4 separate regions of the Mus musculus genome follow, and all the other regions are linked to region 4. The links are chromatin contacts, called in public Hi-C maps. All regions are on one chromosome and are shown on one strand. Each heading gives the region's core, a stretch centred on a gene start, on an enhancer-like site or on the middle of the called end of the contact. The rest is flanking DNA. Distances are from core to core; before and after follow the strand shown. Region 1 overlaps Fggy (FGGY carbohydrate kinase domain containing). Region 2 overlaps Fggy (FGGY carbohydrate kinase domain containing). Region 3 overlaps Fggy (FGGY carbohydrate kinase domain containing). Region 4 has its middle 5.3 kb from the start of Gm12708.

Evidence for each region. A called contact is a pair of places that touch in the nucleus more often than the background predicts.
Region 1: a Hi-C map of bone marrow-derived macrophages shows a contact between it and region 4, with 13 read pairs. The contact joins two enhancer-like sites. A contact is called at or near these places in 1 of 39 promoter capture datasets (hippocampal neurons), 1 of 15 datasets of contacts at CTCF or cohesin (large pre-B cells), 15 of 484 Hi-C or Micro-C datasets (the C2C12 cell line, the HPC-7 cell line, Th1 cells and 11 more), 4 of 115 datasets of contacts at active chromatin or transcription factors (acute myeloid leukemia, bone marrow-derived macrophages, large pre-B cells and 1 more) and 1 of 9 other capture datasets (embryonic stem cells).
Region 2: a Hi-C map of bone marrow-derived macrophages shows a contact between it and region 4, with 17 read pairs. The contact joins two enhancer-like sites. A contact is called at or near these places in 2 of 484 Hi-C or Micro-C datasets (bone marrow-derived macrophages and myocytes), 1 of 115 datasets of contacts at active chromatin or transcription factors (large pre-B cells) and 1 of 9 other capture datasets (embryonic stem cells).
Region 3: a Hi-C map of bone marrow-derived macrophages shows a contact between it and region 4, with 16 read pairs. The contact joins two enhancer-like sites. A contact is called at or near these places in 2 of 484 Hi-C or Micro-C datasets (bone marrow-derived macrophages and cortical neurons), 3 of 115 datasets of contacts at active chromatin or transcription factors (acute myeloid leukemia, bone marrow-derived macrophages and embryonic stem cells) and 2 of 9 other capture datasets (embryonic stem cells and liver).

What each region holds. Positions count from the first base shown.
Region 1 is chr4:95,865,666-95,868,862 of GRCm38.p6, forward strand. All of the region lies in intron 14 of Fggy (FGGY carbohydrate kinase domain containing), which reads left to right. Among named protein-coding and RNA genes, the nearest start is that of Hook1, 100 kb to the right of the region's middle. Within about 2 kb of position 1,641, at least 12 of the 459 cell types and tissues checked have an H3K27ac peak or open chromatin away from gene starts, as enhancers often do. A contact at or near this core is called in bone marrow-derived macrophages, where this site is marked.
Region 2 is chr4:95,776,440-95,779,484 of GRCm38.p6, forward strand. The region is part of intron 8 of Fggy (FGGY carbohydrate kinase domain containing); the gene reads left to right. Among named protein-coding and RNA genes, the nearest start is that of Hook1, 190 kb to the right of the region's middle. Within about 2 kb of position 1,607, at least 31 of the 459 cell types and tissues checked have an H3K27ac peak or open chromatin away from gene starts, as enhancers often do. A contact at or near this core is called in bone marrow-derived macrophages, where this site is marked.
Region 3 is chr4:95,844,741-95,847,807 of GRCm38.p6, forward strand. The region is part of intron 13 of Fggy (FGGY carbohydrate kinase domain containing); the gene reads left to right. Among named protein-coding and RNA genes, the nearest start is that of Hook1, 120 kb to the right of the region's middle. Within about 2 kb of position 1,306, at least 111 of the 459 cell types and tissues checked have an H3K27ac peak or open chromatin away from gene starts, as enhancers often do. A contact at or near this core is called in bone marrow-derived macrophages, where this site is marked.
Region 4 is chr4:95,186,373-95,189,576 of GRCm38.p6, forward strand. No RefSeq gene overlaps it. Among named protein-coding and RNA genes, the nearest start is that of Gm12708, 5.3 kb to the right of the region's middle. Within about 2 kb of position 1,904, at least 31 of the 459 cell types and tissues checked have an H3K27ac peak or open chromatin away from gene starts, as enhancers often do. A contact at or near this core is called in bone marrow-derived macrophages, where this site is marked.

The DNA.
Region 1 (3,197 bases), core at 391-2,890, 680 kb after region 4:
AAACCTCCGTAAAATAGAACAGTGATATTTCATAACCATCGTCAGGAGGTTTGATATAATGAGGGATATGGAAGTGCTTAGTAAACTGTAATGTGATTAACATTTTCCAGCCAGGTTTGGAAGAACTCATGCTGGAGTGAGGTAGACAGGGCTGCTCTCTCTCCTTTGTCTTAGTAAAAAGCCCAAGGCTCAGATATTCAGAGCCTCAGCTTCCCAGCAACATTTCCTATTATAAATCTGCAACATGCCCTGCCTGATTTACACAATCTGGGCTCTCTTCATTCTCCCTGCACTTCAGTTTACCCCATGGAAAATGGGGATGACACCAGTGCTCTCTTAGTAAGGTGGGAGATGAGGCTTAAATGAGTCCTGGAAGGGCACAGAAAGGCTGGCTGCCTGGCAGGCCGCCATAAGTGTTAACAGCAGGGATGGCAGAGGAGAAGAGGAAGGAGCAGGAAGAACATTTGAAATGACATATGTATGTCAAGCTCAACACCTCCGTGGGGCACTGATGGCAGTACTCACACTCACCAGATGCTCTGGTGCCTTTTAGAGTGCTCCGATCAGTCACAGGCCCCTTTCTGTCTTCAGAGGAGTCTTGCCTACAGTGGCTTTGTATCAGACCCAGTTTTAGGCCTGCCTTTCTTTCTATGCTGTTTTAGGTAGGAAGAGAGAACCGGACCAAAGGCTTGATAGAAACAAGAGGAAGCTTTACTAATGAAACAAGTTCTCTACAAGTGATGATTTCCCAAACACTGCGCTCTGACATGTTAAAAGACAACACTGGGAAGCACTGGCCTGGACAGTACTCAAATTAACTATGTGATGGAAAATGCTCAAGTTAAATTAACTAAATATCTTCATAGTGCAAGTCCATCGAGATGTTAATATATAAATACGCTTCTGAACCTCCTGGATTGGGTGTCATACAGATGTAATGGTGCCCGATTTTACTTAACCAAAGAATTGGCATTTTGCTAGTCTTTTCTAAGGACAAAAGAGTGGTAGATGCTGTGTAAGCCAGCAGTTAAGGTCCTCAAAGGTGACAAGAGGTACCATAAAAAGAACTGGAAGATTTCTACTAGTCCTGTGTCTATTTAATGAAAAGAACAAGGAGTCTGTCTTGGCAGTAACTAATGTGTTAGATGGTAGAGAAACAGTAACAGGTAAGGCTGGTAGAATCACTGTCTCTCAGAGTTCTTGTGAGCATTCTGGAAAGAGAGAGATGTTGCAAGGTAAATTCAGTATAGAAAGAGAGCATGGAGAACCATATTCAAAGGGCTTTCTTGCTCCATTTACTGGGCCAGAGGAATAATCCAGAAGCACCTGGTTCTAAACTGAGACACAAAGAGATAGTCACAGCCATTTGGTGTGTAGTTTATGACCCACTTGCTCTTTTGTGGCCTTATTGGAACCTTCTCAGGCAGATTCAATGGCAGTGGTAAAGTGTGGTGGTGAAGACCACTGAGAGTCCACAGTTCGGGCCAGGAAGGCACTGGGTAAGGCATTTTATGAGTCTAATGCACTTAATCTTCTTTTAACAGTAAATAGAACTCTCAGTTTACAAAGGAGAAGTTGAGGTTTAAAATAGTTAAGTGCCGTTCCAGAAGCTACCACCAGTAAATATTACAAAACCAGGGCTGCACTCAGATCTGCAAGGTTGCAAAGCTGCTTCCGACCATGCCATGGCCTACCAGGAACATGGTAGGTCCATGCAGTTTCAACAAGCTAAGAAAGGTAGAAAGCAAGATGATGTTAGAAATAATTCTTCTTCCTCCTCCACCTCTTCCTCCTCCTCCTCTTCTTCCTCTTCTCCCTCCTCCTCCTCTCTTCCTCCTCCTTCTTCCTTCTTCCTTCTTTTCCTCCTCCTACTCTTCCTCCTCCTCTTGCTCCACCTCCTCCTCCTCTCGTTCTTTTCCTCCTCTTCTTTTTAAAACTAGATTTCCATGTGTAGCCCTGGCTATTCTGGAACCTACTCTGTAGATCAGGGTAATCTTGAATTCACAGATTTCTGCTGGCCACTGACTCCTGGGTACTAGGATTAAAGGCATTTGCCATTACAACCACTTTAGGTATTCTTCCTTGAACTCGTTTTTTTTTTTTCTTAAATACTTGGTTATTCTAAACAGTCATGCTTGATATGGATAATCCTGTATAGCTTTGCTGATTTGTCTTTATTTAGCCATATATGCATATATATACATATATATGTATATGCATAAGTCATTGTGAAGTTTTATTATCCATGAGATTTGAACATTTGGCGAGTACTATGTAAATAGTTGTATAGTCTATGCCCAAACACAAACTAGATGGGTAGAAAATGGTAACCAGCACATGGCTTTGAAAGCTGATGGATCCAGCCTGGGTCAGTTACTAAACTCTATGCACTGTCATTGAGCATCAGAGAAGGTGGTAAAATAGGAAGAACTGACATTGCTGGAATGTGAGCAAAGCACATGTGGCTCTCAGGGTGCTTCATAGTGCTGGGCAGAGAACCTTATTCTTTGCTAGTCGTTTCTTTCCTGATTATTTTTTCTTCAATGTATAATAGAAAAATATAAATAGCTGGAATCAAACTTGAGTTTTTATGAGAATTTCTGCCCCAAATGAAACCATGTTTTCAAGAAAGGGGAGTTTTAGGCAGAATTTTGAAAGATAGCCCCTTACTCATGAATTCAAGCAATAGCTAGGTATGGAAACGATTGTGAAAATGGTATATAAATTATGAAAGTTATGTGAAATAATGAGATAATATGTGTGAAAGTACCTCCTCGCATAGAAAGCCCTAATAAATGCTTCCTTCCTTCCTGATTCACATGGCAAGCAGGTGGCAGAGCCCAGGCCTGATCCTTAGAGCATCTAACCCCACCTCAGTGCTCTTTCAAGGGCCCCTATACTTGAGTGCCTCCTGTCTGCTCACCCCACCATGACATCTTCCACGTGTACTGACTGCAGGTTTTTAGAAATAGCCAAGCGCTCCAAAACATTCTGAAGAATGCTTAGTACAGATGAGCTAATTCGTGAGAGAGTACCTCGTATTAGTATTTGGAAAACAGTTACCAGTTAGGACTGGAAGGTTCCTTCCAGAGAGCTTTACAGACAGCAAGCTGAGACCAGCTAAGGCAAAAAGTCAATGGTCAGCAAGCCATATATGATATAAGAAATCATATAAGACATGCAGATATAAAACTTTA
Region 2 (3,045 bases), core at 357-2,856, 590 kb after region 4:
TAAGAATAATGACAGCTAGGATGTATTGGGTACAAATACCAATACACTGAGTGTATCGTTTTTCCCTAGGTAGTCTGTATATAGAATTTCTAATTATAACAACGTATTAAAGTCCCTTAATGGACAAAACATTCACAGCTCTATAATAAAGATGCAGATGCCATATTTTTTCATCAGAATAAAGTTTAGTGCTAATATATTCAAAATAAATAGAACTTAAAAGTCTTAAGATGGGGTTCCCATAAAGTACTAAATAGATTACATTTCCCTGTGTAATATATGATGGAAGTGACATCATAGAGACTTTTTTATATATTCTTTGAAAGATACTCTTCTTCTTGATGAATATCTTATGAATGTCCCTGGGACCAGTTTGAGCTGTGGGGCATGCTCTTAAAAGTCTGCCAGACCCTGAGAGGAACCACACAACCATAGAGAGAAAGCAGACCCCGTGAGCAAAGCCCCAGTGATGGACAGAGGACTTGTTCTTGGTGGCTGTTTAGTTTTTCTTGTTTATGGGGTTTCTTCTTAGAAAGAAATAAAATAAGAATGAAAAAAAGAATTTTTTTTTCTCAATGCTTTTCAGTGTAGGAAGTATTTAAGGAATTCAGTGCCCAGAGGCAGTACAACAGTAAGAACAGGTGATGTTTTCTTTTCTTTTATTCCTTTCTTCTTTCACAAAGGAACTGAGGGCTTTACTCCATGTACCACGGCTAATAAGCGAAAGGGTAACAGCTTGGGTGCCCATCTACACAACCCCTAAGCTGTTTTCATGGCATCCTCTGTTGCTCCATCATTGTTAGCTCAGATTTCAAGGGTTCTATAGCTGATCAGAGTCTGGTTTGCTACAGGAAGGACTCCAGGTTACATGTCATTAGTTGTTTCCCTCTCTATGTTTTCCATTGAGCCGTAAGCCAGTGCAGCTCAGCTAATAGGCACATATCAGACCTGAGAAACTCCAGCCCCAACCATGAGGGCTGATTTAGTAAGGTCTTATGGAAAGCAGTAGATAAGTATCTCTCACTTCATTTTACTTTATTTCATTTATTTACTTATTAGTGCCAGGCTAATACCCAGGGCTTTGTGTATGGTAAGCATGTGCTCTGCTAGGGAGCCATGCCATGAGCCACAGGGTCTATAATTGTAGTGTCTACAAAGGCTGTAATGGGGGATTCAAAAATGCCTGCAACAAATGTCATAAGAGGACAACCGAATCTTTCCACAACTATTTTTCTCCGTCCCTAGCAAAGGATATTTTATATAAACGAGAGCCTAAATGTATGATAAATGGTTCTAAGAGTGAAGTAAATGAATAAATATTAATAAAATACGAATAGCATCAAGCTGAAGAGCCCGTCCCTGGTTGGTGTTGGGCACACTACAGGAATCTCTCAAATCACTATCCTTTCGAAGATGTCCTTTGGAAGGCTTAGGTCCAGCTGTTCTGAGGAGCCATGACAGAGGATCTGGTAAAATCTGCTAGCAATTAGAGACTGTGGAATTTTTATGTTCTCTTGAATAGTGAGAGAGACTGTTTGTATCGCTCTAAAGACAAACCCAGAAACCAAAGTGCAGATGCACCAGGGCACAACAGGAAACCACAAAAGCCTAAGATCTTTCCATGTAAATAAGAAGCTGGCCTTTACTTTTGAATCCACAGTGCAGAGTGGAGCACAGTTGTTAATCCAGCTTTTGCACAGCTCTGCTTTGAGCTTGAGCACAGTTAAACCATGCCACAGGATAAAAAGCACTTAAAAATGCTTGTTTTGATCAGCAAGCTTCATTTGTGTTAGTGAACAGTTTGGGGACACAGGTGCAGTGTGGACTCAGAACCATTAATTGGTCTCCCTTGTTCTTTTTGCAGTGATATTTGAAACCCTACTTCCCTCCACAAAGTTATATTAATCCATATAAATGCACGGGACATTTCCTGTTGACAAGCCTCTCTCACATGTCCCATCCTGGGGCCTCTGGTCCAGGTGCAAAGTGGAGAAACAGTGGTAACAATTCCCATACCTTCTTGTGTTGTTACCTCGATCTACATTTGATCAGTCCTATTACACTGGGAAGTAAGTAATACCGTACAACTGATCATAAAGTTTTTGTAGATAAGGAAAATGTGGTAGAACAAAAACCCATAGGTTTTGTTATTAGGTTGGCAGACCTATGTTCAATATAGAGTGCCTTAGCTCCAAAGTACCTTCCTTGTTCAACACCGACTGCAAGCCAGGCATGGGGCATAACGAAGAGTAGAAGTAGCCCTTGAGTCAGTTATAGTCCAGAGGAAGAGATGGGGAGGAAGCGTAAATTGCATAATCATGTCAAAGTACATTTAAGTATGCATATGCTCAACACTCTACCAATTTCATTCCTAGATAAAATCTTGGGGAAACTCCCGCACTGTGAAACAATATACACAGAGCCTTTTTAATACATCATATATCATACTATCCCCTGTTTGGATTTCCATTAGTAGAACATATTGCTAAACTATCATATTCATATGCTGACTTACATGTTTAATGAATAGACTGCATCTACATATAGTGGATAAGTGCAACAATTATAAAGTAACACAAAGAAGAAATGAGAGAAGTAGGCACAAAAATATTGCATCCATGGAAATTCTAAAAGAAGTAAAAACAAATGATGAAACTTAGGAATTTGGGCTGAACCTAGGAAGACAAAAGGATAATTGCCACAGATCTTAAAACCTTAGTGAATTCTATTTGTTGAAGGTTTTGGCTGTGTAGAACATAACTGCTTTCAGAAGTGGTCTAGAGGAACTGCCATTTGTTGATGAAGGACACATAAGCACTTAGTATTTTTTAAGATGTTCTGTAATTTTTAATCTCCTCTTCTAAGAGTGATATGTGTGCTGGAACCACCATGAAAGGACCCACCATATGGCATACAGTGGTATACCTTGTTTGGGGTACTATGGAGAAGGCTTTAATAAGGAAGGGGTGCTTCAATTGGTGGACTGAATAACTGACTAAGCATAGTTCAGTCGTGATGGGGAAGAGTGTGTATTTGGCACTAGCC
Region 3 (3,067 bases), core at 56-2,555, 660 kb after region 4:
GGTTCTGGTCGTAAAGTCATGCGTTTAGCATCTTTGTGATGGGCATAGGGAGTAGGGGACAGTGGCAAACTGGCATCTGGGAAGAGTCCAGAGCTCCAGGAAAAGCTCTCTGGGAGGACACCTTGCAGGGGTATAAATAAACCCTGACCTAGCTTCAAGTCTCCCTGTGCTAGTACCTTCAACATTCTAGTATCTTCTCCCCAAGTGTCTCCTGGAGACTGTTGCGCCCTCCTGTACCCATTGCTCGGTACCCAGACACCAGGTATAAGCACAGGATAAGGCTCCCCTTGTGGTGGTAGTTGGCGGGGGGCATAGATGTCTGTCATGAGCCCACCTTACCCTGGGCTCCATTCCGTATGAACCCACCCATTGTGTTTCTTCCATAGCGAGTAGGTTGGTGTCTGAGCTCAGACTGACTCATGAGATCATTCCTGCTCCAGGCCATGCAGATACGGGGCCTTTATCCAAGTGATAGGCTCATTCCCTGCATATAAGGTACTAAATAAGGAACTAACTAGAATACCTATTCATATCTTACAGAGAAGTAGACCAAGGCACAATTTGGGGGCTCACCTAGAAAAGCATGTTGTGTTAAAGATCGATTAGGATGTGGGGAAGCATGGACTTTGCCCCCCTCAGCCAAGTGCCTAGTCTGTTGGTAGGAATCATACTGCAATCATTAATTCTCCCTAACTGCTGAAATTAGAAAGTAGACTGCATTGTAGTCAAACAAAGAAGGAAGAAGGACAGGAGAGGTACATTCAATTGGCTTCCCTAAATCAGGCAGCCACATAATATTGGGATTGGGATTGGGCCATTGAGCCAGGTTTCTGGACCTTTCCTTTATTGCTCTCCGATGATGCCAGCCCTGTTCCAAGGTTTGTAAACCTGCAGAAGTGGACCACAAAGAGTGGAGTAGACAGAAATGAAAGTAAGATCAGCTGGATGGCTCAGCTAAGACACAGGCCTGAAGTCTGCTCTGTGATTCCCCACTTCTTAGCTTTTAGTTACCCAAAGCCACATCCCACCTGGATGGAAGCAGGTTAAAAGCCAGCTTCAGTACAGGGAATGGGGAAAAGAGGACCCTTGAGCAGGGTAGCCAGAGGTGACCTGGGAACAGCCTGGGCAGGCACGACAGCTCAGGGTTTTGTGAAAATGGGCCATCCTCTAGTCATGTGTCCCTGAGCGTCAAAAAAGCCAGGGAATGCCACTTTGCTGCAAGCTCTGCATTGGGAACTGTTGTTCTCTGGGCTGCTGAATGGAAGGCTGTTAGTGGCTGTTTGGGTTCAGGCAGAAATTGGACCCTTTGTCTCTAACTACTGGCTAGTTACAGTTGTGGACAAAGAGACCTTTTCTTGGCCTGAAATTCCTCTACTCATGACTGACAAAGGATGGCACAGTGCATCTGCCTTCAAATGCTTTGGCTTCTGCTAAACTCATTAATGCATCCGATAAAATAGCTGACATTCCAGGCAAAGCCTCCCTCTTCCTGCCTTTACCCAGGGCTCAGAGAAAGGAATGCACTTGAGTCTGTTCTGTAAAGAAGCCTGGGGAAAGGTGAGGCCCTGGTACCTTTAAGCACTACAATTGCGCTGCTTTCCCTGTCCAGAACAATGTAGAGCAAAACACAGCATAGTATGAAATCCTCAGACATCCGCATGAAAAATTGCAGAGCCGAGTAGTGGAAAGATCAGCAGGCCAGCTGTCTGACGTAGAGGAAGTCACTTTACTTGTGAGAGCCTGGGGTCCCTCTTCTGAAAAAAACCACAACGTTGTTGTCTACCTCATGTAGACCACTCTGGGGAATTGAGTTCTAGGTTCTTGGAGCTCATAGGGAGTGATCCTAGCCTGTTGCTTCACTTCCTCCCTCCAGGCAGCCCTATGCCCCAAAAGGAGAAGGCATGGTGGAGAAAAAGAGTTTAAGATTTTATAAGCAATTTTGGCCAGGTTAGGAAAAGCAGGCTTTATTAAGGCAGGAAATATGGGCTGTACCACCTTGGGAAATGACTTGGGCACCAGAGGCACTTCCTGTACCCTGGCCATGGACTTAACTGTGATTTCCAAAAACAGTCTGCATGCGTGTACCAAGTAACTGTAACCGTCCTGCAGACTTGGGACTAAATGTTCAGTCTTGTAAATTGTGCTTTTTTAGGGCTGGCAGTTTCTCTAGGGTTTCCTTCTTCCTGTCTCACTATTCTGACTTTTAGTTCTTTACCCCCCAACACCCCTCCTCCCGCCAACACTCACAAGCACCCCCTGGGTACACAGGCTGTCAAGTACTTGGCTTGAGGATACAAAGAACAAGATGTCTCCAAGAAGTCCATTACCAAACAGCAAAGTTTCCATTGTCTTCTGACCAGTGTGCAGAAGAATATAATAGAGACCCGGAGATCAGAGGTGACAGGCCAGGCAGGAAAGGTAAGCTTACTTAAACTTGGCCAACTTGAATAAAGGGTTTATTTACAGAGGTAAGGAAAACCTAGGCAGCCAGGAAGACCCCCATAGCTGCTAACCTATTTCTATTCCCTAGGCTTAGGGATGAGGAACTGGAGGGACCCAGCCCAAGATAGGAGCTTAGTTCAGTTTTAACCAGAGGGCACTTTGCAAATGAGAAAACAGAGGTAAGAAATGGTTAAACAACCTGTCTAATATTGCACAGCTGTGTCAGCAAGGAAGCCAGAATTCAAACTCTGGCAAGCCAATTCAAGAGTGAGAGCTAATGAGGAGCTACTAGGGGGTTCCCCTGGCCTCTACTGTCTAAGGGAGCAGCCTAGGACTCATTCCTTCCTACTCAGAAATTGTGAAGTTGTGGGTCTATTGTGAAGAGCTGAAGATGAACAATGTTTGGAAGAGTGTCTTAAAACAAAACAAAACAAAACAAACAAACAAAAAAACCCAGTTCTCTATCAATAGGAGGCCTGAGTGGTAACAGATTTACACAGCGTGTAGTATGATTTCTGGCTGAGCCACCAGTACCTTTCTTTGTGGCCTGGTATCTGTCTTTTTCCTTCCTCGAAGCTCTGCTCTCCAGCTCCCATGACATCCATACAGAGCCTTTGTTCTTGGC
Region 4 (3,204 bases), core at 654-3,153:
TGTTTCCATTGTCTTCCTCACCAGTACCCAGCAACATGAACTCTACAGCGTGCCTGCCCTAGGTGGCCCTATTCTATGCTCCATGTTCCAGCACACCCTGTGGAAGTTGTGGATTGTAGCACATATACCCACCCTCAACCCCATCACTGAATGCCTCTCTGTGGACGTTGAATATACACGCACACAGACATACACAGACAGAGACACACACATATACACACAGGCACACACACAGTCTCACAACACAGAGAAACACACAGAAACACACATAGACACACACACAGACAGACACACATACAGTCACACATACAGTCACACAGACAGACAGACAGACAGACACACACACACATACACACACACACCAGCTATCCAGCAGGCATATGTAGAAAGTGCAGCTGTCCACCGGGTCCTGAATATATACTGTGTATGTCTGTTATGAGGCACGAGAGAGTGGACACAGCTTCTCAAAGTGTCGTCTTGGGAGCACAACAGATCAAGGAGCCCCAGGGAACTTCTGAGATTATTATTACTGAATAGAAATGGAAAGAAGTTCCAACTTGTGTTTCTGTCCCTCTTGGTAGCTGTCATGTGTAACTTTATGTACCTTTTCCATAATGACTGCTTTTCAAGCCGTCCACTGTGAAGGAAGGTAGGCCTACACACACATGCACACACACATTTCCTTGGGGTCTTTTATTGTATATATCTCTGTTTGAACATAAAAAAAAATCACTCTCTCCAAACTCTTCTGTTAAAATGTATACCCCAGGAAGCTGTAATTCACTTAAACACAGGATTGTTACACCTTCCCCCAGATCCCTGTTGTCCCAGGAAGACCAGCATCACTCCATCTGGTGCTCTTTGACCCCGGCTCTGGGGATTTTTACCTTTACAGAGATTCATCCACCCACACTCAGAGCCACACCTGGGTTATATCTTGGAAAGCTTCATTCCACCCATGATGTCTCAAATAACAAGGTCCCATTCCCTGACCCTTGGTCCTATCTTTCAAAGCTCACTGGATTGGCTCTTTGACCATCTCCTGCTTTCCAGGCTCCTGCATCCATCTTCCTTTCCCTCTTAGACTTTAAGATCTCCTAGGCTTCTTAATCTTGGAGATCACCGAAGCTTCCCCCCACAGCAGTGAAAGGTGAACGTACAGCATGAGCAAGCAAGGAGCTGTATGTAAATGAGCCATTTCTGTTCATTTGTCTTTGCATCATGACCTTTCTCTTCCTGACCTAGGCACCTACCTTCCAGGGACACACAAACATGAATGAGTCTGTGTAAATATGGTTGGCCGGGTACCTGGACCAGAGTAATTGCTACTGAAACACAAGTTCTTACTCTCATCGTGAAATGATCGTAGGGGCCACACATGTTACCTTGTAATGTGTCTGAATACTTCTCTGGTGAATCGAGATTCCAAATGCTGTCTTCACCCCATCTCAGTTTCCCCAAAATTTTTTTGTCTAAATTTATCTGCAGTTTTCCTGTCTGATTAATTTTTCTTCTGGATTCAGAACCAGTTGGGTTCTGTCTCTTGACCTCAGGAATTAGAGTGCAGAAGTTGGACCAGCAAAGATTAAACATTCACTCACTTATCCACTCACTCATGCATGCCTCCCTTCTAAATAGGAAGGGATCTAAAGAACAGTGAGTTGAAGATTGAGACCGGAAGAGTCAACTAGGTCAGACCTAGTTTTCTTTTCCAAATGAATGCACCTCATCTCTTGCTATTGCTCACCTATCTAAGTATATCCAGCAACAAAGATGTGAAAGTAGGAAGGCTGGGCTGCTGCTGCTGAATCAGGCCATTTTGTCACCATCCTTGGTTATAGGGAGGAGAGTACCAGAGATGAGTCACTGGTGGCTGTCTTCTGAGGAGATAATGAAGCAAAGCCAGAGTGACTTATATTGCAGCCACAGACAGACAGACCGATAATGGCATTTCTTTCCTCCAGACAGTCTCCTCAGCGGCTGCTGATGACTAAACCTCCCCACCCACCTCATGGGTGTGGCTTGTAGGTAGCTTAGCACCCAGGGTTGATGTACGTGACATTAGGGGAAAAGTCACAGGTACTTGCAGATATGAGTCTCAGGGAATTTTCCCCTGAACCCTTTACCTGTCAGTCAGGTACATATGTCTTTTACAGGCTCAATAGCCACCCATTCCATTTTTGAGAAATTGACTTGGAGACAAAACAGGCTCCTGTTGACAGGGCTGTGAAGAGAAAAAACAGATGGACCATTCTAGGATAGTCCAGTAATCCCAGCTGATGATCTGAGGAACTTTGTGGCCCATGTCAAAGTGGCTTGCCTATTAAGTACTGTAGGTGTAGGTACAATACCCACTTGCAACCAAAGAGAGAAATCGGGTTTGCATAGAGTACTGAGATATTTGCCTTTTCACTAATATAGTTGTAAGATATAAATTTATATATTTGCCTTCCTAAGGAAAAGGAGTCTACAAAAACAAAAGTGTTGAAGGCTGTGAAACCAGAACACAGCTCTGCCTGGTCATCTCCTGGGTCTGGTCTCCCTTCTATTGAACTTAGCTCCTGACAGCTTCGACACCATTTCATCCCCAGGTCCTTGGGAATTCTTCTGGAACCATCCTTTACTTACACAGCAAGCTGCCTGCCTGTGCAGTGTAGAGCACACAGAATTCCCAGGGCTACATTCAGCATCCTAACCTTCTACCGGTTTCCACTTTGAGCTGTTCTCCGCCCCATCACGACCAGCTCTCTCTGGTCAGAAACAATGCAGCCCACATGCATTGTTCCTGGGACAGGCTGAGTGAATCTTGTGTGCCGGTGGGTCTTTGTACACCCAGGGTCACTTTGCTTCAAAGGTACCATTCCCCTTCCTGCCCACAGGCCCTCATTTACAGTGTGGCTACTTAATTGGATAGATCCCTGTACAAACTAACACTCTGAGGTCCTTGTTCAAATATCATCAGGATGGCTGAGCAGAGCATCCTACCATGTGTGTAGCTTTCTGCGCTCAGAGCCCTCTGTATGACTGCGCACATCATGAGCCTCTCAGGCTAGAAGCCAGGGTCTGGACCCACCATTCCTTTTCCCACCTCACCTCAAATATCATCTGCCTTTCTCTCCCAAACAAATGGTGGCAAGGCATGACGTGTGGTGCATCTCAGAGCCAACTCATGCTGCCATTGGTATATCTTTATTTTGCAGATGG